Linked DNA regions of Mus musculus: region 1 is linked to region 2. A link is a contact called in public Hi-C data. All regions are on one chromosome and are shown on one strand. The core of a region is the stretch at or near the end of the contact, and the rest is flanking DNA. Distances in the headings are between cores, read along the strand shown. Region 1 has its middle 140 kb from the start of 4933406G16Rik. Region 2 has its middle 140 kb from the start of Gm31268.

The links. A called contact is a pair of places that touch in the nucleus more often than the background predicts.
Region 1: a contact with region 2 is called in a Hi-C map of the N1E-115 cell line, with 4 times the contacts expected there. The contact joins two enhancer-like sites. A contact is called at or near these places in 1 of 484 Hi-C or Micro-C datasets (the N1E-115 cell line), 2 of 115 datasets of contacts at active chromatin or transcription factors (astrocytes and embryonic stem cells) and 1 of 9 other capture datasets (embryonic tail).

The regions. Positions count from the first base shown.
Region 1 is chr11:19,201,945-19,206,609 of GRCm38.p6, reverse strand. No RefSeq gene overlaps it. Among named protein-coding and RNA genes, the nearest start is that of 4933406G16Rik, 140 kb to the right of the region's middle. Within about 2 kb of position 2,394, at least 62 of the 459 cell types and tissues checked have an H3K27ac peak or open chromatin away from gene starts, as enhancers often do. A contact at or near this core is called in the N1E-115 cell line and astrocytes, where this site is marked.
Region 2 is chr11:17,467,165-17,472,110 of GRCm38.p6, reverse strand. No RefSeq gene overlaps it. Among named protein-coding and RNA genes, the nearest start is that of Gm31268, 140 kb to the right of the region's middle. Within about 2 kb of position 3,485, at least 62 of the 459 cell types and tissues checked have an H3K27ac peak or open chromatin away from gene starts, as enhancers often do. A contact at or near this core is called in the N1E-115 cell line and astrocytes, where this site is marked.

The DNA of each region.
Region 1 (4,665 bases), core at 1,145-3,644, 1.7 Mb before region 2:
TAACTGATGCTAGCAATCCTCCAGCAGTGACAGAGCCATGAGTGACCCTCAGAGGAAGAAAGATCTGTAGCCTTCTCCTTGGCTTGGCCATTCTTGTCTCCTAGACAGTGTTCCTTATAGATTAGTCACCAAGTCAACTTTGACGTGTTTCCCTACAGAAGATTAGAAACAGTTCAAAGTTAGTAGGGTGGGGTCATGGAGGAACTCTCTGTCTCTTCTCTATGTAGTATGTTCATACACTCTCATATATATATTGATACACCTTTACTCATGCATTAGTGTACACACACACTAGGTAGATAGATTGTGAAGGGTATGTGCAGCACACAGCTATGCTGTGCATATTGATTTAGTAGACACAGAGTGTCTCATGTGATAGGAGCCAAAGGAAGCCACATCAAAGTCCAGTCCACTTTGACCAACACTCCCTGCCAGGGGGCAGCAAGTCTGTTCCCTTGGCCTCTCTAAGGAAAGCAAGTCTCTGGAGACCTTTTTGAAACACACCAATTCTATTCCCAAGAGATGCAAATGCAAAAGATGAACATCCTACTGCTAATGAGGAAAAGCTGGGCCTCCTCTGAAGAACCTGTGCAGTGAGATGCTATGGATATCTTAAGGGGACTACAGAGGTAACTCAGGGGTTTAAGAGTCCCTCTTGAAACTATCCTGGGTTTAGTTTCCAGTACCCACATGGTAGTTCACAACTGTCTGTAACTCTAATCCCAGAGGCTGGACATCTTCTGGTCTTCATGGGCCCCAGGCACACATGTAGCAAAATACTCATGCACATACAATAAATATATCTAAAAATTTTAAAAGACATTTTAAAATAACATTTAATTTAATGTATTTAAATATAATGAAAGTAGAAAATGTTTATTAATAAGATGCTTGGAGTATATAGTTATGTTCAAATTTAATAACAGAATAAAATAATAGGAAAAATACTTTTTAAAGAATCTTGATCTACAAAAAGTGTTTCTAAGCAGTAAATAAAAGTGATTTGCTTTTTACTTTCCCTAATATCTTCATAATAAAATCATTTAATCTGTTAACAGTTATCAAAGGAAGATAGTCTAGTTTTTAATCTATTTAATATGACATTTTGGGAGCTGGTAGCATTCATTCATACAAGAGTGATACCACACAGGGTAGCAGAAGCATGCCCACAGGCTCCTTTGATCACCCCATGACTCCCTCTCCAGTGAGCAGTCAGTGTGTGTTGAGCATCCATAGATCAACACAATCCAGGATGACAGGGCAGGATTTACAGTTGCTTGTAGATTCTTCTTGACTTGTCTTTGAGACAGACATGGATATGGAAATCACAATTCAGAAAGGCAGAACTGTCACAGTCATGAGCTGTGGAGCCTGGGCCTGAAGTGTGTCTTTTGACTCTCACTACACTAGGCTGCTGACATTTTTAGTGCCCCCCAACAAGAAGACAGCAGAAGACACAACAGGAGTCAGAGAGAAGCCATCTGGCTGGGACTGAGACGTCTGTCCCTCTGTGGCCACCGCTGGATTCCCGTGTGCACATGCCCTCTTCTAAAGTGGAGTTTGCTTAGCTTTAAGCGGGTATATCGCATCCTGTTCCCTCTACTCAAAAGAGAGATATAAAGGGGAGAACAGTTGCCTTCAGCTCCAGATAAATGGCAGAAATTGAACTGGGCAGTGTCTCCCCTGGAATCCTGAGTCCAAAATTCGCAGACAAATCACCCAGTGCAGTGCAGGAGAACAAGAGGAAGTCCATTGTCCTTGCCAGCTGGAAAACTCCCACCCTGCAAGACCAAGGAGCACCATCTCTCCCCAATCAAGACATCCCAGGCATCCCTGCAGCTGCAGCCACAGAAGCCCCCCTCTCCCTCCCTCCCTTCCCGACGTCACCGGTGCACAGCTTTATTTTTTCTGGCCTACATTTTGAAGTCTCTCCACACTGATGGACTAAACTGGAAAGTATAATCCAATTGGCTCCGTCCAAAGCAGATGCCACATAATCACAATCACATTAATAAAGCTGGCGAGGGAATACGAAGAATTTGATGGGGTGGGGGAGGAGACACTAACAACTTCCAGAATGCTGGCACTGAGTACTTTTTTTCTAGAAACAGGTCCCGGGGAAGCCGGCATCCCCATCTTCTACACTTCAAATTGTATAAACTCCAAGAAAAAAAAATTTTTTTGGAGGGCGGGGAGGGTGATGCTTTTATTTTTTTTTGACTTTTTTTTGTTCTGTTTTTGTTTGTTTGTTTTTAGTTCAGATGAAGGGAGAAAAAAGGCAGAGAAATGCTTGCTCAAATCTTTTCAGCACTCGGAGTCTTATTTATGCACGGGGTTTCCAGCTGCACATGACATAAGTCGAGGAAAACTGGCACATCCTCCCACCACAAGTGCAGTAGAGCCGCAAGTTTGGCAAGTTGCTCTCGTTGCCAGATGCCTCTGCTGTTTCTGCAACTATGGATTCAAGGCACTCCAATTTTTTTCCTTGCTGGGAATACTTTCAAAGAAGAACACAATGTTTTGGGTTGCCTGGCCAAAGTTTAGCTGTACTTTTACATCTTTGCCAAACTTCCTGTTTTTAGCAAAAACAATTTATTATCTTGCTAGTTCTTTAGACCCCAGAGGATTTGCAGGCACAAATAACTACTTGATTTCTGTGTCTTTTCTAAAAGAATCTCATTCCTTTTCCCATAATTATCTCATAGATGCTAGGACAGGAACACATTTAACTTTTTGGGCGTGCTACCAAGGTGTAGAAAAGGTTTTAATTATTCAAACCTTTATAGTCTGAACTTTAAAGAACTGACAGTTATTTTTTTGTGTGTGTGGGCAAGGAAAATAATTCTTTTCAGGTGGTTTGGCAAGATTACAGCAGTATGGCATGTGTATCATACAAGCGAGTTTGGCGTCAGTTTGCACTGGGGACTCGAGATTAGATTGGGGAAACTTTATTAATCAGCAGCAATCAAAGAAAACATTCAACCAGACACTATGTGTGTGCATGTGCATGTGGGGGGGGGGGGTGTGTGGGGGGCAGTAATTGGACAGGGCCATGCTGTGTAACACACCTGGGTGTCAAATTCATGATCCTCCTGCCTCAGCTTCCCAAATGCTGGAGCTTATAGGCCTGTAACATCATATTTGGCCCAGTCACACATTTTTGATTGAAAAAAAAAAATCAACTTTGTTAGGTGATCACACAACTCCCCTCCCCTTGATATGACCAGAAAACCAAACCAAACCACAGACTAAGAGCCTTCTCCTTCCTCAATTGTCGGCAACCAGGCTGACTACCAACCTGTAGATAAAGAGAAAATGCAGTTCACTACTAGATTAGAGATGACTGTGGGTAACCTTAGCATTTTCATGAACAAAAATGTCCTCAGTAAAAACAAAACATTGCTGCAGCCACTCACATAAATGGATAAAATCAGCAAACAGGATCAATCGGGGCCTGCTTCCTGACGGTGGCCTGCAGTAGTCCTATGAAACAGTGCAGCCTATAGCAAAAAAAAAAAAAAAAAAAAAAAAAAAAAAAAAAAAAACCATGCCAGGGTAGAAGAAAACTGAACTTCGGAAGACATAGCCAGGTACAACGTGTCTTTCAAAATTACTTCACAGTACCTGTGAAGACTAGAAAACAGATCGTAGAAATGAGAATAAAATTAAATTAGCAGATCTACTTAGGAAACAGTGAATAGTAACGAGACAGCGCAGCATGGTCCTATAAAGGACTGGCTTCAATAGTGGCATCAATTAGGATGCTCATGTCCTGCTTCTGGTCTTTTTCTCCCCTCCCCCACTCCTCCTCTCACTCCCCTTAGTCCCCCTTTCTCCTCCTCTACCACCTCCTCCCTTTCTTCTTCCTCCTCCTTCCCTCCCCCTCCTCCCTCTTCTTCAATTGATACTTTGTGATTCTCTTGAACAAAGTCTGGCCAGAAAACAAGATTTAAGTCAAGTTAGCCATTCACCAGGCTGAAGCACACACATAAAGAGAGAACTGAAAGGGAAGATTTTGCTAAGGAATTTCCTCCATTCAAGACCTCTCAGGCATTGCAGAGAACAAGGCTGCAGACAGCCTGAAATTTGTGACAAAGTTTTCTGGAGGTGAAATTCACCTTCCTCACTAACCTTATGGCATGTGCTTTTAAAGAGTTATTTTTAACATTTCAACATAAACAATGCCAATGCTGAAAATAGGATCAAAGGAATTCTGTCTCCATGCAGACTTGCCAAAGACCAGAGCCAGGGCCAGCAAATGCGAATAATAGGCAGTGAGTATGAGTTTCCTTTAAAGGAGAGGATGTGACTCTCAATATTGCTTACTCACAAGCCCATTAATATTCAAATAAAGTGAACATGCTGTGTGTGCAGGTAGTCACTGTATCCTGCTTGCTGTACAAAGGTCTCTCTTCCAAGCCTTCAAAACAAACTCAGCACCCCAAAGACCTAAGGACACCTTCACTAGACTTCTCAAATGAACAACTAACCTAACACTTGAAGCCTATGATATCAGAATGTACTACAAAATTGACACTATTAAAAGCCTTGGATATGTGTATATTTAATTTGCCACACTGTGCTGTTTTTGAAATTTAGGCAAAATTGTTGATCTCTAGGGAAATCATTACTATACATTTGTTATTATGGCATGCCCTTCGTTTG
Region 2 (4,946 bases), core at 2,236-4,735:
GTGCTTTCAGATGTGCTGTTAAGCTACTAGTGTATGCTCTCTCTAGTTTCTTTTTAGAGGCACTCAGAGCTATGAGTTTTCCTCTTATAAATGCTTTCATTGTGTCCCATAAGTTTGGGTATGTTGTGGCTTCATTTTCATTAAACTCTAAAAAGTCTTTAATTTCTTTTTTTATTTCTTTCTTGACCAAGTTATCATTGAGTAGAGTGTTGTTCAGCTTCCACGTGTATGTGAGCTTTCTATTGTTTATGTTGTTATTGAAAATCAGCCTTAGAAAACAGTGATCTGATAGGGTACATGGGACTATTTCAGTCTTCTTATATCTGTTGAGGCCTGTTTTGAGACCAACTATATGGTCAGTTTTGGAGAAGGTACCATGAGGTGCTGAGAAGAAGGTATATTCTTCTGTTTTAGGGTGAATTGTTCTATAGATACATATTAGATCCATTTGGTTCATAAATTCCATTAGTTTCACAGTATCTTTTTTTAGTTTCCGTTTCCATTATCTGTTCATTGCTGAGAGTGTAGTGTTGAAGTCTCCCACTATTATTGTGTATGGTACTATGTGTGCTTTAAGCTTTAGTAAAGTTTCTTTTATGAATGTGGGTGCCCTTGCATTAGGAACATTGATATTCAGAATAGAGAGTTCTTCTTGGTAGATTTTACCTTTGATGAGTATGAAGTGTCCTCATCTTTTTTGATAACTATAGGTTGGAAGTTAATTTTATTTGATATTAGAATGTCTACTCCAGCTTGTTTCACGGGACCATTTGCTTGGAGAATTGTTTTCTAGCCTTTTACTCTAAGGTAGTGTCTGTCTCTGTCACTGAGTTAGGTTTCCTGTATGCAGCAAAATGTTGGGTCCTTTTTATATATCCAGTCTGTTATTCTATGTCTTTTTATTGGGGAATTGAGACCATTGATTTTAAGAGATATTAAGGAAAAAAGATGTTGCTTCCTGTTATTTTGTTGTTAGAGATGAAATTATGGCTTTCTGTGGTTATCTTCTTTTTGGTTTGTTAAAAGAAGATTATTATCTAGCCTTTTCTAGGGTGTAGTTTCCCTCCTTGTGTTGGACTTTTTCATTTATTATTTTTTGAAGGGCTGGATTTATGTAGAGATACTGTGTAAATTTATTTTTGTCACAGAATATCTTTGTTTCTCTGACTATGATTATTAAGAGTATTGCTTTGTATAGTAGACTGGGCTGGCATTTGTGTTCTCTTAGGGTCTCTATGAGATATGCCCAGGATCTTCTGGCTTTCATAGTCTCTGGTGAGAAGTCTGGTGTAATTCTGATAGGTCTGCCTTTGTGTGTTACTTGACCTTTCTCCTTTACTGCTCTTAATATTCTTTCATTTTTTTGTGCATTTGGTGTTTTGATTATTATGTGACAGGAGGAATTTCTTTTCTTATCCAATCTCTTTGGTGTTCTGTGGGCTTCTGGTATGTTCATGGGCCTCTCTTTGTTTAGGTTAGGGACGTTTTGTTCTATAATTTTGTTGAAGATATTTACTGGCCCTTTAAGTTGGGAATTGTCACTCTTCTATACCTATTATCCTTAGCTTTGGTCTTCTCATTGCATCCTGGATGTTTTGTTTTAGGATCTTTTTGCATTTTGCCTTTTCTTTGATTATTGTGTCAATGTTTTCTATAGTATCATTTGAACCTGAGATTCTCTTTCTTTTCTTGTATTCTGATGGTGATGCTTGCATCTATGGCTCCTGATTGTTTCCTAGGTTTTCTATCTCCAGAGTTGTCTCTTTTTGTGATTTCCTTATCTTTGTGATTTCTTTTAGTTTCTACTTCCATTTTTAGATTCTGGATGGTTTTGTTCAATTCCTTCACCTGTTTTGTTGTGTTTTCCTGTGATACTTTAAGATAGTTTTGTGTTTCCTCTTTATGGGCTTCTAGCTGTTTACCTGTGTTCTCCTGTAATTCTTTGAGGGATTTTTGTGTTTCCTCTTTAAGGGTTTCTACCTGTTTACCTGTGTTCTCCTCTATTTCTTTAAGAGAGTTGTTTACGTACTTCTTAAAATCCTCTATCAGCATCATGATATATGGTTTTAAATCCACATCTTGCTTTTCTGGTGTGTTGGGGGAATCCAGGACTTGCCGTGGTGGGAGATCTGTGTTCTTATGGTGCCAAGTAATCTTGGTTTCTGTTGGTAAGATTCTTGCATTTGCCTTTCTCAATATGGTTATTTCTGGTGTTAGATGTTCTTGCTCTCCCTGACTGGAGCTTGTTCCTCCTGTGGGTCTGTAAGCCTATGTCAGCACTCCTGGGAGACCAGCTCTCTCTTGGTGGGACCCATGCACAACGGGTTGTGGAACAGCCTCAGCTCCAGGGTACAGATGGCAGAGTGGAAGGATCATGTCCAAGCTGCTTCACTGATCTTGCACCCCATGTGCTCCTGGCCCGCTCCACTCCACACAGTTATTGGAGAGAAAGTGGCTGTCTCACCTCCGAACTCAGGAGTAAAAACACTCCTAGGAAAACAGGTCTCCCCTGGCAGGACCCATGCACAGCAGGCTATGGAACAGCCTCAGTTCACAAGTGCAGATGTCAGACTGGTCTACTTTGACTTTCTGTTGCCATGATAAACACGGCAACCTCAGAGGTCATAACTTCCAGAAAGGGTTTTATTTATGCTGCTAGTTACAGGTCAGAGTTCACCCTTTAGGGACTTAGTCAGAATATGAACTGAAGCAGAAACCACCCATAGGAAATGCTTCTTACTGGTGTCACTCACTAGCTCACTTGCTTGGATAGTTTTTATCTCAGCCCAGATCCACTTACCTAGGGAATGGAGCTACCCACATTGGGCTAGGCTGTCCTACATCAATCATCAATCAGAAAAAATCTCCTACAGGCATTGCTTCAGGCCATTCTGATCTGGGCAATTCCTCAGTTTAGGTCTGTCTTCCCAAATGACACTAGATTGTGTCAAGGTGACAACAAAAAAATCTAACCAACACAACACCCTGCCTACAGTAGTGAAATCCAACTAAAAGAACCAATTAGAAAGCACAGGCATGCAAAGCACATACCATCCCAGCCCTGCTACAATTCTAGCCTATGATGTCACCAGCCTCTTGATTAAGGCCTAGGATGTTTCCTGCCTGGATGATGATTCTTCCTTGGCCCCATGCCTTGAGCTCTTAACTCTGCCTCTGAGTCACCTTTTTCCACAGGAAATGAGCTATTTTTTAGATCCCTACCTCAAAGCAATCATATTAGGAGTCTTTCAATAGATTCTGAATCTAATAATGTTTGAATAAGTAGACAGATCCATACATACATAGAGAAAGATAATATACATATATGTGATACGTTTTACTTATCTACTGAAATGGGCACTGTCTTGCATATTGTGCTGTCCTGCTGCCTTTTATCCTTAATTGTTTGTCTTGAACATTATTTACTAAAAACACATGTAAATCTACCTCTGACTCACCCACCACTACCACTTTGTGAGTCATATCCCATTTTTGAGAAACTTTACTTAGCTGGGTGTCACATAATAGCTCTCTAGTGAACTGTACTTCCATAGTCCTGGCCTTTTTCCTTCTAACTCTCACACAAAAGTAAAGAGCAATTAAGCAATTTTGATGTTTACTGCTTGCCAGACTTTATTCTGAGATGTAACAAGTGAAACTCTCGTAACCTTTGCAATGCCTGGCGATGTAGGTGTCAGTGGGTTATGTGTGAGTCTCTGGGGTCACCCAGCTAGAAATAACAGAGGTGGGTTCAAATAGGCCCTCTGATGTAAGGCCCAAGTTCTTTGTTGATTCATTATGTACCCTAAGCACTGTGCTCTCTAATGAAGTCTTTCATATCTATTCATGTCTACATCTCATTAGAATTATGTTGATATTTTCAAGCCCTCTAGTAGACCTGCAATAAATATTCATGAACTGGATGATGCCAAGTTCTGAACAACCTGCCAGGGGTCATTCTACCACGTATATTATCTAGCATTTTAGGGGTTTGGTTTTTATCATTGTTTCGACAAAATACCTGTCCAAAACAATAATAATAATATAAATTTATGGAAGAAGGAGTTTATTTTGACTTACACTTCAAGGGAATCCATTCCCTGATGGCAAGGAAGGCATAGAGGAAGGAGTAGGAGGCCAACTGATCACATTGCATTAGCAAGCAAGAAATAGGGCCAGGCTATGCAACTCAAGGCCCACTCCTAGTGACCCACTTCCTCCAGCAAAACTCCACCTCCTAAACGTTGTTCCCTGAACAACTCCACCAACTGAGGACCAAGTGTTTGAACACATGAACCTTTGAGGGGATATTTCACTTTCACACCACCTCTTTCTTAAGCCAGAAATTTTGAACTGATTGTTCTGTGTTTATTGTGGAGGAGACTGGATTGGAAATAATTAGGAAGTCACATCTGAACACAGACCTATCTGATTCTAACGCATGACCATATTGTTAGTTGTAATGTCAACTGTCACAAAGTATAATCACCTGAGTAGGGCTCCTCTCCTAGAGAAAGGCCCTGGTTGTCTTCATTAATCCAAGCATAGCGCCCTCCCATGGATTGTTGGTAGCCACTGTCTGGTAGCAACCTAGGTAAAAAGAGTAGAGCAGAAGGAAGATCATAGTGTCACTTGCTAGTTCAACTCTGCCTCTTGCTGACCAATGATTTACACTGTTTCCAAGGATAAGGGCTCCTTCACTGATATCAGAAGAGTACAGAACTGTGAAATGCCACCTTCTGAGCATGACAAAGGCATTGTCATCATGATCACACAATAAAAGTGGCTGCCTGCACTGGCCCTACATAAGACTAGGCATGCCAGCAGTCAATCACGGATTGGGTAAGGACTCATAAGACCTACCCCCTCGGTGGTGAACGACTGTCCATTAATAGATTGTGTGGGAGGCATAGTCAGGTGCTACCTTCAGTTACATACTGATGAGC